Linked DNA regions of Mus musculus: all the other regions are linked to region 1. The links are chromatin contacts, called in public HiChIP or PLAC-seq, Micro-C and promoter capture Hi-C maps. All regions are on one chromosome and are shown on one strand. The core of a region is the stretch at or near the end of the contact, and the rest is flanking DNA. Distances in the headings are between cores, read along the strand shown. Region 1 holds the start of Rgma (repulsive guidance molecule family member A). Region 2 holds the start of St8sia2 (ST8 alpha-N-acetyl-neuraminide alpha-2,8-sialyltransferase 2). Region 3 has its middle 140 kb from the start of Gm39035. Region 4 has its middle 210 kb from the start of Gm39035.

Region 1 (3,449 bases), core at 471-2,970:
GCTCTTTCCCGTTCTTCAGTTACCCTAAGAGCACACTTTAGCATCTAATCTCTTTTCTAAGAGTCAGGGCTTAACATTAACTTCACAAATCACTATATAGGTACAGATGAACTAGAGAGTAGTAAAGTGACCGTGACAGGCTTGCCAGATCCCTGGACCAGATGCCTAGGGACAAAGGCAGGTGACCGTTTACTTTATTTTTGCTAGAAGAACCCAAAACTACACAGAAGGGAATGGCAGTCCTGGAGGTGATATCCTGCCACTAATACAATTCGTCATTCGGTCCTGAGAGCTAAGCTCCGGGCAGCGGGTGCTCAAGCCCCGCTTACAGGATGGCCTGAGCACTAGAGAAACAGTCTTTCTGGACACGTTGGCTAGTTCCCATCTCTCCATCTCCTCATATAGGGGAACTTTGAGAACGCCCAACTTCATGGCTTGTGAGGAAGGTACAGATCACCATTTCCGCTAGATGGCGATATTTCCCCTAATCCATCCGCTTCAAGACACCCAATTTATAAAATAAATACAATCCAACGCCTTCCGAAACCACACCACATAATAACAGCACACAGGCTCCCATTAAAGTTCCAGTCTCAGGAAACTGACTCCCTCGTCGAGAAAATCTAATGCAACTACTCTAGTAAGATGCAATCAAGAGTTGCATCCAAGTGTCATTCATATTTGCACCGGTCCCCCAATACACCTGTCCCTCTACCCCTAGTTAACACTCAGGGATGAGCCATGGCTCAAGTCAGGCGCTGAGTCCTCGTGGTGCCTTGCCTTCCTCTTAGGAACGTCGGACCTTTTGGGACCCTTGCCCCTTAGCCACCACCCCAAGTCTAGCACACCGGACGCTCCTAAGCAAGGGTCACTCACACTGTACAATGTACAATGCCGACGGCCCCGGGGCAGGTGCGTTCATTTCCAGCTTCTGCAACCCGGGCCTGGGTTAAGTGAGAGAATCCGGTTTCACCGTGGGTCAGCGGGGTGATCAGATCTGTCAAGAGCTCTGTGGGTCAGGGGGGCTCTCGCCTCCGGAAGAGGTGGCCGCGCAGGAGAGAGAGCTCCAGGCGGTACACAGTGGGTGGGACAGGCGCCGGGTCTGCCCAGCCACGCGCAGCGCCTACTGCCCTCATGGCAGCATCTTAGGGGGCTGGGGGAAAAGAAAAAACACCAAACCACAAAACTTTCCTGCTGCCAAGTGCGAAGGCGAGTCATCCGAGGCAAAACCCTAAGTGTGTGAGATGAGACACCGGGTTGGGGGAGCCACTAATCAGTGAGGCGGCGGAGCGCAAGTGTCCGCAGCGCCTTGGGGACCTCAGGACCCCGTGCCCCCGCTGTCCGCGCTTACCTTGGCGGCTGCATGAGCCCCTCCAGCCCGCGGGGGGTTGGCGCTGGCGGGGCTGCGCGCGAAGACTAGGTGTAGGGCGGTCGCTCGTGGGCCCCTGGGTGAGGTGGGAGGGGCCCGGCTGGCGCTGGTCCCCGCAGCTCAGCGGACTCAGTAGCGACCCGGGGCGCTCCGCCTGCTCCCCGGCTGCATGCCTGCGAGCGCCTGGAGGAGCGAGCCTCAGGAGCGGCCGGCTGGCCAGTGCTTCCCGGGCGCAGGGCTCGGGCGGCGTAGCTTGCAGTTCCGAGACGCCTGCAGAGTAGGGCGGCCCGGGCTAACCTGCTGCCTCGCCCGGCCTGTCGCCGCCACCGCCACCGCTGAGCGCGGCGTCGCGAGGTTCGTTTGCGCGCGGCAGGGAGGGGGCGGGCCGGGCACCCCGGGAGCGGGCGGGGGGGCGAGCGCGGGCGGAGCGGAGCAGAGGGAGGGGGAGGGGTGGGGTCTGGGCTCCAAAGGCCCCGCCCCGCCGCGGTCCCACCCTTGCTGATCCGCGCTAGTGGGTGTGTGAGGACGTAGGGGGTGAGCCTGCAGAAAGCGCACACTCTCCCTGCGGGCTCGCGATCCCAGGGTTCGAGCAGCAAGTGCAGCGACCCTCCCTTCCGCTAACGCATCCAACTTTCTTAACCCTGAGCCAGGTGGCTTGGAGTCCACGTTTTCAACCTGGGAGCCTACGGTGGTTAGAGGTTTCCAATCGTGGATAAATATTGACATCTGCCGAAAGTCACCTTTGTTCTATAGGGATTTTACTCCTATTTAGAATCTTATTGGAAAAAATAAATAATATGTATATTGCATGCACAGTGCGCGAATACACGCAGTCTGGAGTAAACAGACTGTCTTGTACTCCCCCACCCCTCCCTCTGCAGTCCAGCTCAGAGGTAACCTCCGGTCACAGCGTCTTCCTCCCCCGCCCCGCACCCTTCTCGCATAGATTGCCAGAGGAAACTCCGGGCTTCTCAAAAGGATTCTTCATGCAGCTCACGCACACAGTGGAGAGCACAGCCAGCCGCCAGCAGCTCATCTCCAGGGTCTCACCCCAACACCACGTATAGGTCTGAAACCCTAGCTGGGGTGTGAAGTCAGCCGGGACACACAGCTCACACTCAAATTATCACTGAACAGTTAGCGCTGCCAGGATATTTTATACAGGGGTTACGACCCGATCTTCTCTTAATCTGAACCAAGCGCTGGAATTTTGATAGGATGAGAACTCTGTATTTAATGAAAAGGTATCGTCCGTATTAAGACCCTCGTCGTTATTTATGCTGTGGTCTTAAGGGATGTGGTTTTGAACTCAATGTTCTGCGTTTATTGGCCAAATGAATTAGACTAGTCTATAACTGAGCTATAAATAAACTCCATGTGCTTTTAGCAGGAAGGGATTGGGCCTTGCAGTTGGCCCCGTTTCTAAAATTAGCCTCGACCTTGGACAAATCTTTTAGGTCTGCTGAGCCTCAGTTTCCTTGTCTATAAATAAGGGAGTTGTACAAGAAAGTGTGTGTGTGTGTTTACATTTCCTTTTTGTACTCTATCATCCTCTGCTTGGGGACACTCCTCCAACCCTGTCCCCAATTCTCAAATCCCAGGTGTTGTTTTCCCTAGCTCTGACATCAATCTGTAATTATACCTTTATTTGTGGCCTTCTCATCATACTCAAGAGATCAGGAACCACCTTGGGGTCATCATGCCATCCTCAGCACCCAGGAGAGCCTGGTGTATAGCAGAGGCACAATAATTGTTATCACTTGGGTCATTTTCTTCCTCCTCCCCCTTGGGTTTTGGTTGTTTTGTTTTGTTTTGTTTTAACACTTTGCAGTCTTAGTCGTTTATTTCCTTTTTGTACATTAGGCCACGAATCTACATGCAATGGGCTCCAAAATCTCCGGCTCTTTTCCGTAGTCCTCACAAAGAGTGCTTCTCTGGATGGCACAGGCTGGCCCTTCAGCTGAGCCCAGGTGCCCTTCTCCTTAGCTTCCGTTTTCTTCTGATCGTTCTCCTTCACCCGCTTCAGGAGTTGTCTCTGCTCTTTGAGTGCTTGATGTGCTCAATCCGCACATTGATCCTC
Region 2 (3,150 bases), core at 156-2,655, 640 kb before region 1:
CCACCTTACCACGCTGTTTCCGTATCCTGTCAGCAGGCAGGGCATAGAGGCTCTCCCTGCAGGTGAGAGCTTGTCCTGAATCACACCACTACCACCAGTACCACCACCAACAACAACAACAATAAAAATAAAAACAGCAACAAAACCCAGCAGGCCTCCTGCAGAGACCACTCCCTTTAGCCTGTTCCTCAATGAAGAAGTGTGGGGAGCTCCCTAGACCTTCACACCTTGGCCTGGGAGAGACACGGGAACTACACTAAGGGAACTACTAGCTCCTCCTTGGAGTTGTTCTGGAGGACAACCGACTGGGCATCTCTGTTTATCTACAGGTGCTTCCCAAACAGTAGGGCACTGCATTGACATTCTCAACGCCTCTGACAAGCAACCTCTAGGACCCTTCACTAACCAAAGGACGATCTGGCTTCTTCTGAAAAGTTACATCCAGTGTGTGTGTGTGTTGTAATCTAGTTCTAGTAAAACTTAATGAATGGGTTCTTCCCTCTTGACGCAGCAGGGCAAAAGGTAACGGTAAAGTGAGCTAAAAGGGTCTGAAGCAGGGAAATCGTTCGGTATGGGGTGGGGGGGAGGAGCATCTCCCTTTGTGGGAAGTGTATTTTTCTAGAAGGCCTTTTGATCATGATAGGACTCCAGGGGTTTATTGATTAGACCAGAAAAGAGCACGAGCTAAGGGGATGAAGCACGTACAGTACCAGCCACAATGTGGGTACTATGCCTGCTCTTGGAAGTAGAGCAGGTACTACGGGGATCCCTGGGTTCTAGCCATGACCTCAAACAACTCGAGAGTTCCATGCTCCCGGGCTTGGGTCTATAAATGGACAGAGATGACCGCCCATAGAGAAGGTGGTGTTGTGCAGGCTGAGCACCTCGCCCACCAATTGCCATGAACATCGCTGGTGAAGTTGGCCCCTCTTGCCCATTTCTTCTCCCCTCCTCTCTTCCACTTCCCCTTTCAATTCGTCAACTGCTGAAGCGTAGCCCAGAGGATACCGCCTCCTCGCAGCGCGCCGGAGACCGTCCCCAAGGTGCTAGTCTTTGTGTCGGGAAAACTTTGAGAGGAAGCGAGGGCGCTGGACAAAGAGCGAGCGACGCTAGGCGTTTGCCAAGCAGCCCCGGGTGCTCCGAGTTGTCTGGCTCAGCTCAGTCTCCGGGTCGCTTTCGATGGCCGGAGCCCAGCCTTCCTAGGCCGGGAGTGGCAAGCTCCCTGAGCCCTCTCGGGCAGGAAAAGCAAAGGCGGGTGGGTGGCCGCTAGAGTTAGTGGGAGGAGACCAGGCAAGGCGCGGAGCAAAGCTGTCAAACTGCGCCTGGAGCCCAGTGCGGGGCGGGGGGGAAAGGGGGGGGGGAGAAGGAGGGAGGGGAGGGGAGGGGCGGGCAGGAGCGGAGAGAGAGCGAGCGGGCTCGCCGCGCCAGAGCAACCCTTGTCTGTTGCTGCTGCTGTCGCCTTGGCCGCCGCCGGCCAGGACTCGCCCGGAGCGCAGGGTGTGTGCCCTGCTGCGCGTGGAGCGCGGAGGCTCCTTCAGCCCCAGCTCCTCGCCCCGGCCCGCGCGCGGGTCCCGGAGGGCACCGACCCCACCATGCAGCTGCAGTTCCGGAGCTGGATGCTGGCCGCGCTTACGCTGCTCGTGGTCTTCCTCATCTTCGCAGACATCTCAGAGATCGAAGAAGAAATCGGGTAAATAGCCTCCCTGAGCCCGTGCCCCATCCCCGGCGGGATCTCTTCTTCCCCTGGGCTCCTTACTCCCCATCCGCTTTGTGTGCGCCGCGCCCCCCTGTCGCTCAGCTGGAGGGATAGTGCCGGCGGTTTGGGCTGGGGGTGGCAGTGTCAGGGGCCCGGGACGCTTTAGGGAGTGGATGATGGGGGCGCGGCTGCCGAGGGGCGTCCCCGGGCGGGGTGCACGGGCAGCTGTAGCCGCGCGGCGTGGGGAAAGCGGACTCACCCACCCTGCTCCCTGTCCCCTAGTCCCTTCCCCCGGCGTGTGCGCGCGCGGTGTCGCCGGGGTCGAGGGAGGGCGCCGGGGAGTGTCTCGGGCGGGTAGAAGGACGGAGAGTGGAGGCAGGCAGGAGTTTCTTTGTCTCCGGCTCGGCCGTTTTCTCGCCTTGGCAAAGTGGGCAGGGGGCGCGCGGGGGATCTCTGAGCTGGGGGAGGGGAATCCCCTGGCGGGAGATGAGTGGGAAGGGCTCCGTACCGACTCCTGGGAAGGGGAATGTGCCCTGAACACACCGGTACGCACCCACGCCTCCCGCCGGCCAGCCCAGGATCCGGGCGTGGGGGGTAGCACCGCTAAAGGTGTGGCGCGCGGTGCTGGAGACCAGGGCTCTCCCCTGGCTTTGGGTGCTCTGACAACCCTGCGACGGCCCCAGGCAACCCCAGGTTGCTGAGCGCTCACAGCCGGCGCCAAGACCCGGGGAGGTTGTCGGAAAGTCTCCAACGCCGCCCGGTGGGCTTCGGGGTCCCCAGGAGCGCGCGATCTCAGCTTGTCCCTATCTCTTCAGAGGTAGGCGGGACCACACCTCCAGCTGTGCCTGGTTCGGGACTTCTTGGAATGAGCTGTCTAACTGAGCTGGGCTCATCAATCAGGGTGTCCCGTGGGCTGAAGCTGGCTCCCGATCCTACAGTCTTCTGCACGCGGAGCCCGACCCATGTCCGGAGCCTCCAAACCGTGGTGGAACATGTAGGAAGGCAGCAAGGCTCTGAGGTGGCCTTCAGTAAAAGGGTGAGGTCCCTGAGAGCACAGGAGGCGGATTTGATTCTCTGTGGGATTAGTGAGGAGCCAAGCTCAATCAAACAAGCGTCCTGTGCTGCGTGCGCCCCTCCTTTGTCCAACTTCGTTCGTAAGGATATAAGAACAGAGAATGGATGGGTCCTGCCTTCAGATCCCTCCAAAACAGAGAGAGTCCAGAATCCAAGATGCTGAGGCCCTAGGGACCCTAACCTAATAGCAGGTGCCTCTTCCTACCCTTTGCTTTCTCTCTCCCACTCACTGTCCCTTTCTGTAACCCCACAAACCATTCTATGGACTCCACTATGTTTCAAGAGTCCCTCTCTGCTTCATTCCTCTCGTCCTCGGTTTCCCCAAGAACTCCGAAAACTTTCACTTAATGTTCAGTTAATACACTCTGTGCCGCCAGCTT
Region 3 (3,259 bases), core at 332-2,831, 930 kb after region 1:
CACCTTGGGGCCAACTTTCCCACCCACCCCTAATGGGGTAGGCAAAAGTGAAGGGAGGGGATCTCTCCCCTGCCAATGCCACCACATAGTAGAAAAGAGGCAGGGCTGACTCTCCCACACTTATGCCCTCAGGGCATGATCACCCTCAGTGCCCACAACCAGGGCCTGCTCTGCTGTGTAGGAGTGCTTGAAGGAGCCTGTGTTTTAGATAGCAAACTACAGGATCTCCATGACACAGGGCAACAATAGGCTCTCCAAGAGGAGTCCCAGGGAAGTTCCACTACTGATGGAGTAGCAGAAGGCAGATGACTCACTCCATGAACAAAGCAAAGAAGTGTGGACAGAAGTGTGGACAAAATCATATGCATGGGACATAGTGTGACATACTACAGCTTCCACGGTGAGATTTTTTTCCCCCTCTGTTAGTGCAGATGTTGAAAGTGTGGAGGGCACATACAAGGGGAGGGGAGATGAGTGGGATTGGGGTGTATGATGTGAAATTCAAAAGAGAACCAAAGTATTTTACAAAAGATTGAAGACATGAGCCAGACTGGAACAGAACCTGTTGCAGAGTTGTAGACGTGAGCTGTGCACGAGTCTTGTGATGAAGACAAACAGATAACTGTAACAGGGCCACCACATACAACTGTATAGGCAGCTACATACCTTCAGTGGAAGATGTTCAAATAGACTGATAATTAGTGGTGCTGCCAGGTTAACCCTCACACCTAGTTTTTCCTTTCCTGTGTTAACCAAAATTTCCCTAATGTCGCTGCAAGAAAATAAAGCTTTAGAGATTAACTTTGTACTGTAAGAATATATAACAATTAAGTTTGTAGGAAGAGACAAAAAGGAGAATTTAAACAAACTTGTACAGATAGAGCAGTCTTTATTTAATGTCAGATGGTGGCATCCTAAGTCCTGACCATGCCAGGGTCTGATGTCTTCTTTGGCAACCACTGGGTGACTGGGGCTGGGGCTGGGTCAGCTGCTTTTCTTAGGAGGAGGAATTCCTTTAACATAGAAAAAGCTTTCTACTTGTAAGTAAGGCCGCAAGAAAGTAAAGCTTACGCAGTTGCATAATGCTGAAAGAGCCACGGTTGTGTTGGAATGCACACCCACCAGCTCTCAATAACCACTTAGTATCTCTCCCCAGCCATGTGTTGGGTGACACCACAGAGGTAACCTGAAGTCAGGCAGGATGGTTTATTTAGACCACAGACATTGCCAGGTACTCAAAGGCAGGGCCTCTCTACTCTCTGCAGTTCTGTATGTGTCATGGAACTATATCCTCTCTCCAAGGTTTGATGTTTCATCTCAAGAATGGGGAGGGGGGAGTAGGGAAGGGGAAAGGCATCTTGAGTGACCTGTCCTTATTCATCATTAGTTCTTCATAATTGTATGAATTCCCAGAATGAAGAAGAAAAGTTCCGGAGCAACGTATTTTGTCAAGCTTTTCTTACTCACTTTTAGTTAGATTAGAAAATGTTATTTAAAGTGGTTAGTATGATTCAGACAATGGACACATGGACATTTCCCTAAGGTCTTATAAATTACCATTTGATTTGTGAAGTGGATGCTCTGCCAGGCATTGTGCTGCACTATGTGTGACTCATGCTTATTCGCTCATTTGGCTCTCACAGCTGTGTTGTGGGGCCAGGAGAGCCCGGATCACAGATGAGGGAGGGGAGGCCCTGAGAAGTCGGTGCCTTCCCAAATGTCCCAGAGTTGGAAAACATCCAGCTTTGGTGCCTTTGTTGTCTGTGTAACATATGTGGATACCAGATATATAAATCATACCTTGAGCCCATGCAAATATCAAATTACATGTGGTGTCAAATCAATAAAAATCTCTAGGTAGAAGCTAAAATGAAAGATCTAACTCTTGATATCAAAGGCAGAATGAAGTTTAGTCTATAGGGAAAATTGTAAATTTCCCTTGAAAAAACATTCTAGCCTTGGGATTTCATATCTGTAGGCCTCTATTGGAAGCCAATAATAGTTGCTTCAAAGAAGGATCAACACCAGAGTGGGTTGAGGAGAGGGCATCAGGCAGGCTCTGTAGACTGAAACTCCCAGGCAAGAGTAGCCTTGTCCTTGGAGACTTTATTGAGAGAGAAAAGAGGAACCTTCATAAAACGGTTATTTCCATGCTCTCAAAGTATCTGGAATATTTTTTGAAACACTGCAATTAATAAAAATGTGTTTGGAGTTGACTGTCAAACTCGCTGAAGATGAAAAAATGTATGTCTTCAACAATAACAGCATTTGAATCATATAGTGTGTGTCTGGCAGATATTCTTTCCCAATGACCAGGCTAATTCAAGTGTATACCTGCTTAGAAGTGCAAACGAAAGCCTATCAGAAGCAAAGAGGAAGAGGAGGAGGAGGAGTAAGGGAGCCAGTTATAGGACTGCAACAATCACACAACAGTTACAAGATTGCGAATTTGCAAATATCTAGGACTCAAAGCCCAGAGCAATGGCACTGAGCTTGTGCTTGTACCATCTAAGGAATTGGGGAGCACACCAGACATTTCAGTATCTAATGGAGTGAGAGCCAAGTTCTAAGGTTTGCAAATGTTAGCCTCCTCTAAGGAGCTTACCCAGAAACTCATATGACCCATGGTCTTGGGGACATTGGAAGGCACATTCATAAATAACATAGTTATGGATAGCATAGCCATGGATTCCTTCTGGTTTGTTTCCATTTCATTAAAACTTTTAACCTTGTGGGTCATACAATATTAAAAACATAACCAACAGGCAGGAGAATAGAGAATCAGGAAGGATTAGGAAACTTCTCAAGCTGTTTAGTTTTTAGCTGCTCTGGGAAATGACTGATTCAATGGTAAAGCCAGGCCATAGGACATACTTGGGGCAGATAACTAGGTTTTGATAACGTATCTATCAAATCAAATGATGTATAGCTGTCCTTCATATTCACAGAATCAACATCCACAGAATCAACTACCTTTCGGTAAAGAACTGTCAGAAAAAGAGTTGAAATGAATATGCATAGTCATTTTTCTTGTCATTCTTCTCTAAACTCTACAGTCCAGTAGCATTTATATCTCACTGGGCATTGTAGACCACCAAAAGATGATAGGACATGTACAGGTAGATATTCACTGGTGCTGTGTAAATACTACACCATTTAATACAAGGACCTTGAGTGTTTGCAGATCTAAGTATCTGCTCAGCCCCAAGAAACAACTCCCTGTAAGTAAGTACAGAGGAGTAACTGTATGTAAGAAACT
Region 4 (3,237 bases), core at 114-2,613, 860 kb after region 1:
ACATTTTGGAATCATTCAAGTTGGTACACGAGGGACAAGAGCAGCGAGCCTTCATAGATTTCTACAAAGTGAGACCTTGAGAAACAATAACAAACAAAATTTAAGGGGAAGATTCAGTTCCTTGGGGTTTTTAAAAAATATTTTTATTAGGTATTTTCCTCATTTACATTTCCGATGCTATCCCAAAAGTCCCCCATACCCCCCCCATTCCCCTACCCACCCATTCCCACTTTTTGGCCCTGGTGTTCCCCTGTACTGGGGCATATAAAGTTTGCGTGTCCAATGGGCCTCTCTTTCCAGTGATGGCCCACTAGGCCATCTTTTGATACATATGCAGCTAGAGTCAAGAGCTCCGGGGTACTGGTTAGTTCATAATGTTGTTCCACCTATAGGGTTGCAGATCCCTTTAGCTCCTTGGGTACTTTCTCTAGCTCCTCCATTGGGGGCCCTGTGATCCATCCAATAGCTGACTGTGAGCATCTACTTCTGTGTTTGCTAGGCCCCGGCATAGTCTCACAAGAGACAGCTATATCTGGGTCCTTTCAGCAAAATCTTGCTAGTGTATGCAATGGTGTCAGCGTTTGGAAGCTGATTATGGGATGGAACCCTGGATATGGCAGTCTCTGGATGGTCCATACTTTTGTCACAGCTCCAAACATTGTCTCTGTAACTCCTTCCATGGGTGTTTTGTTCCCAATTCTAAGAAGGGGCAAAGTGTCTACACTTTGGTCTTCGTTCTTCTTGAGTTTCATGCATTTAGCAAAAGAAACTAAAGTCACCTAGCTGAGCATACCAGCTGCACTGGGGGAAGGTATATGTTCTGACCAGCTTTCTCAGGTGCTGTGGGAGGTGCAGTGGGGCCTCAAGGCATTGCTGGCCTCTGAAAAACACCAGTTCCCTTGGGATAGTTTCCACTGTGAGGCTACCCTTCTTGTGGAAAGCCTGTTATTACTTCCTAGGTCCTGAGGCTTCTTAAAGTTATATACATATATATCCCATATATCATATATATATATATATAGCATAGTCACATATATATTGAATTTTATATAAATCCGCATTTAAATATTTAAATCATATCACGTAGATTATATGTATAGGTATAGATTCGCATGTTCATCTGTTAGCAAAGCAGCTACATAGGAATCTGTAAATTCATAAATATCAGCAACAGTTAGTTTTGTAATTGAGGGATTTTTCATTACTTTGTTTTAAAAGGAATAATGCTTTGCAAATATTTAATCTTGGTTATTGCTTTATAGAAGATCGATTTATGAAAGTGAAAGGTCAGAATGTACAGAGAGAGTGGTGTTGCACAAGACCAGGCTCTTGCCAGGGCTGGAAGAGCAGGCTGGGCTTCCATGCACTAGAAGACAGTAAGCCAGTAAGCCAGGCTGGACAGACTGCTGTATGCCCAGAGAGGGAGACGTAGACAGACACATTAAAAGTGTCATAGGGCCCTAGCTTCAACTTTTTCAGCAACCCAGCTACATTTCCTAATATGGTCACGTTTTACAGCTGTGTGACAACTGACAAAGTTTTTCATTTGTGAAAGGAACGATACATTACTGAAATAGATACTGAGCAATTTACCGTGAATTAGCAAATACTGGGAAAATATCCCAAATAAAAGCATGAGTGCTTCTACTAATCTGGTTGTGATTCACAGCAAGTGCTTCGAGGGAGTTTCTGCATGACTAATTCTCTATTCTCTGAAGGAAATGTCCTCAGCAGAAAAGTGTTCCAAGCATTGAAATTCTGATGATGGACACTGACCCCAGGTCACCTTAAAAATGTGCTTTCTGGCTTTTTGGGGGGTGGAGGGGACAGTATTCCTATTCAGTTCTAGACTTTTCCTGTTCACTATCAAGTTCTGGGGGGTTTCAGAGCTTTATCTTTATTTAAAACATATGTCAGAAAAAGCAGGACTAAGAGATGCTTAGGCCAGTGGGCTTTAACCTTGAGGACTGAATGCAGCCTGAACCACTCAGCTGTTTCTGCTGATTGTAAAAAAATCACACCCACCTAATCCTCTTCGATTAGTCCCTCCTACTCCAAAGGGATATGAAATTGTTATTTGGACAATATGTGGGGGCAAGAAGGAGCTAGAGGACAGTGAAGTGGAGACCCCTGTTGAAGTCTTCTTGGGGGCACTGACTGAGAGGTAGCCAGAAACCAGAACCATCCTGGGAGGAGAAAGACACACATCAAAGCCTCCAGGGTCACACCTGCTGAGAAGCCATTCAATTTGTAAGAGGGAAAAGTAATCTAAGCCAGTTGAAATAAGAAAGGAATTTGCCTCTTCAACTAAAAATTCTTAAGATTAAGGCAGTTTCAGAGAGATTTTTTTTTTCAAATTGAGGGCTACAGTCCCAGCTCTTTATGTATCCCTCAATTCTTCTTGCTGTGTTAGCTTTCTTCCAACATCGTACCACTTCAGAAGATGGGGGAGAGTCAACAGGTGTCCCACGGTCACCAGCTATGCTCTAGAGTATCTGACTGTGTCACGTTGAAACTCGTTTCTTACTGTGGGCCTTATTCTTGAAGGAGTTGCTCTGTCCATAACTAAACCACCACACTGTTTATGTAAGAGCAGAAAACTTTGTACAGTCAAAGCAAACATTGCAATTCAAAGCACACAATGGCCTCGAATCTGAGCTGAGGTATTTGAGGTAGCAACAGTTGGCACTGCAGGGTAGGATGGTCTGCAGGACAAAGCATGCAAGTTGTTAGCTCATTATCATTAGTGCAGTGAAGCTGCCTGATGCAACTTGGGTAAGTGATGTAACACCTGGGATTCATTGCCTGTTTCATTTTTAGTCCTTTATTTTTTTGTATATTAAAAAACAGCTTACTGTTGCAAACGTTTTTACAACCCCAACATTCAGTCATGTGATCTCACATGGCCATCTAACCACGACTAAAGAAGCTGGGGGGATGAAGGACCTCATCTGGTTGGCTTACTTGGAATTAGTTTAAATAAGAAAATGTAATTTCCATGATTCAAACAAGAAAATGTAATTTCCATGATTCATTAGACTTCTTATATACGAGAGTGCTCCAGGTTAACTTGGGTTAGAATTTAGCCCCCGACCTGGCACTGTTGAAAAGCAGTGAAATCGTTAAGAAATGGTGCCTAATGGGAAGTCTTTGGGTCATTGGTAGTGTATATTTAAATAGTATTGTGAAAACATGGTCTCCCCCGACCCGCAATCCCAATGCTTTCTAAGTATAAGG

The links. Promoter capture Hi-C pulls out the DNA fragments that hold promoters and counts their contacts. A called contact is a pair of places that touch in the nucleus more often than the background predicts. HiChIP or PLAC-seq counts read pairs in DNA pulled down with a chosen protein or histone mark.
Region 2: a promoter capture Hi-C map of embryonic stem cells shows a contact between it and region 1, with 7 times the contacts expected there. The contact joins the promoter of St8sia2 here to the promoter of Rgma in region 1. A contact is called at or near these places in 4 of 39 promoter capture datasets (the C10 cell line and embryonic stem cells), 2 of 484 Hi-C or Micro-C datasets (both in embryonic stem cells) and 1 of 9 other capture datasets (embryonic stem cells).
Region 3: a Micro-C map of muscle stem cells shows a contact between it and region 1, with 5 times the contacts expected there. The contact joins the enhancer-like site here to the promoter of Rgma in region 1. A contact is called at or near these places in 4 of 39 promoter capture datasets (the 3T3-L1 cell line, 3T3-L1-derived adipocytes, the HPC-7 cell line and 1 more), 1 of 484 Hi-C or Micro-C datasets (muscle stem cells) and 9 of 115 datasets of contacts at active chromatin or transcription factors (craniofacial prominence, embryonic basal ganglia, embryonic fibroblasts and 6 more).
Region 4: an H3K27ac HiChIP or PLAC-seq map of neural progenitor cells shows a contact between it and region 1, with 15 times the contacts expected there. The contact joins the enhancer-like site here to the promoter of Rgma in region 1. A contact is called at or near these places in 12 of 39 promoter capture datasets (the 3T3-L1 cell line, 3T3-L1-derived adipocytes, the C10 cell line and 7 more), 4 of 484 Hi-C or Micro-C datasets (cerebellum, embryonic retina and uterus), 10 of 115 datasets of contacts at active chromatin or transcription factors (craniofacial prominence, embryonic basal ganglia, embryonic forebrain and 7 more) and 1 of 9 other capture datasets (embryonic stem cells).

Annotation. Positions count from the first base shown.
Region 1 is chr7:73,373,791-73,377,239 of GRCm38.p6, reverse strand. Rgma (repulsive guidance molecule family member A) reads right to left here and starts at 1,720. Exons shown (of 4, transcript NM_177740.5): 1 at 1,352-1,720. The coding sequence starts at 1,365. A730056A06Rik (RIKEN cDNA A730056A06 gene) reads left to right here and starts at 1,466. Exons shown (of 2, transcript NR_040325.1): 1 at 1,466-1,723.
Region 2 is chr7:74,011,937-74,015,086 of GRCm38.p6, reverse strand. St8sia2 (ST8 alpha-N-acetyl-neuraminide alpha-2,8-sialyltransferase 2) reads left to right here and starts at 1,405. Exons shown (of 6, transcript NM_009181.2): 1 at 1,405-1,690. The coding sequence starts at 1,593.
Region 3 is chr7:72,440,538-72,443,796 of GRCm38.p6, reverse strand. No RefSeq gene overlaps it. Among named protein-coding and RNA genes, the nearest start is that of Gm39035, 140 kb to the right of the region's middle. Within about 2 kb of position 1,581, at least 44 of the 459 cell types and tissues checked have an H3K27ac peak or open chromatin away from gene starts, as enhancers often do. A contact at or near this core is called in embryonic fibroblasts and muscle stem cells, where this site is marked.
Region 4 is chr7:72,518,022-72,521,258 of GRCm38.p6, reverse strand. No RefSeq gene overlaps it. Among named protein-coding and RNA genes, the nearest start is that of Gm39035, 210 kb to the right of the region's middle. Within about 2 kb of position 1,363, at least 79 of the 459 cell types and tissues checked have an H3K27ac peak or open chromatin away from gene starts, as enhancers often do. A contact at or near this core is called in 3T3-L1-derived adipocytes, fibro-adipogenic progenitors, neural progenitor cells and 2 more, where this site is marked.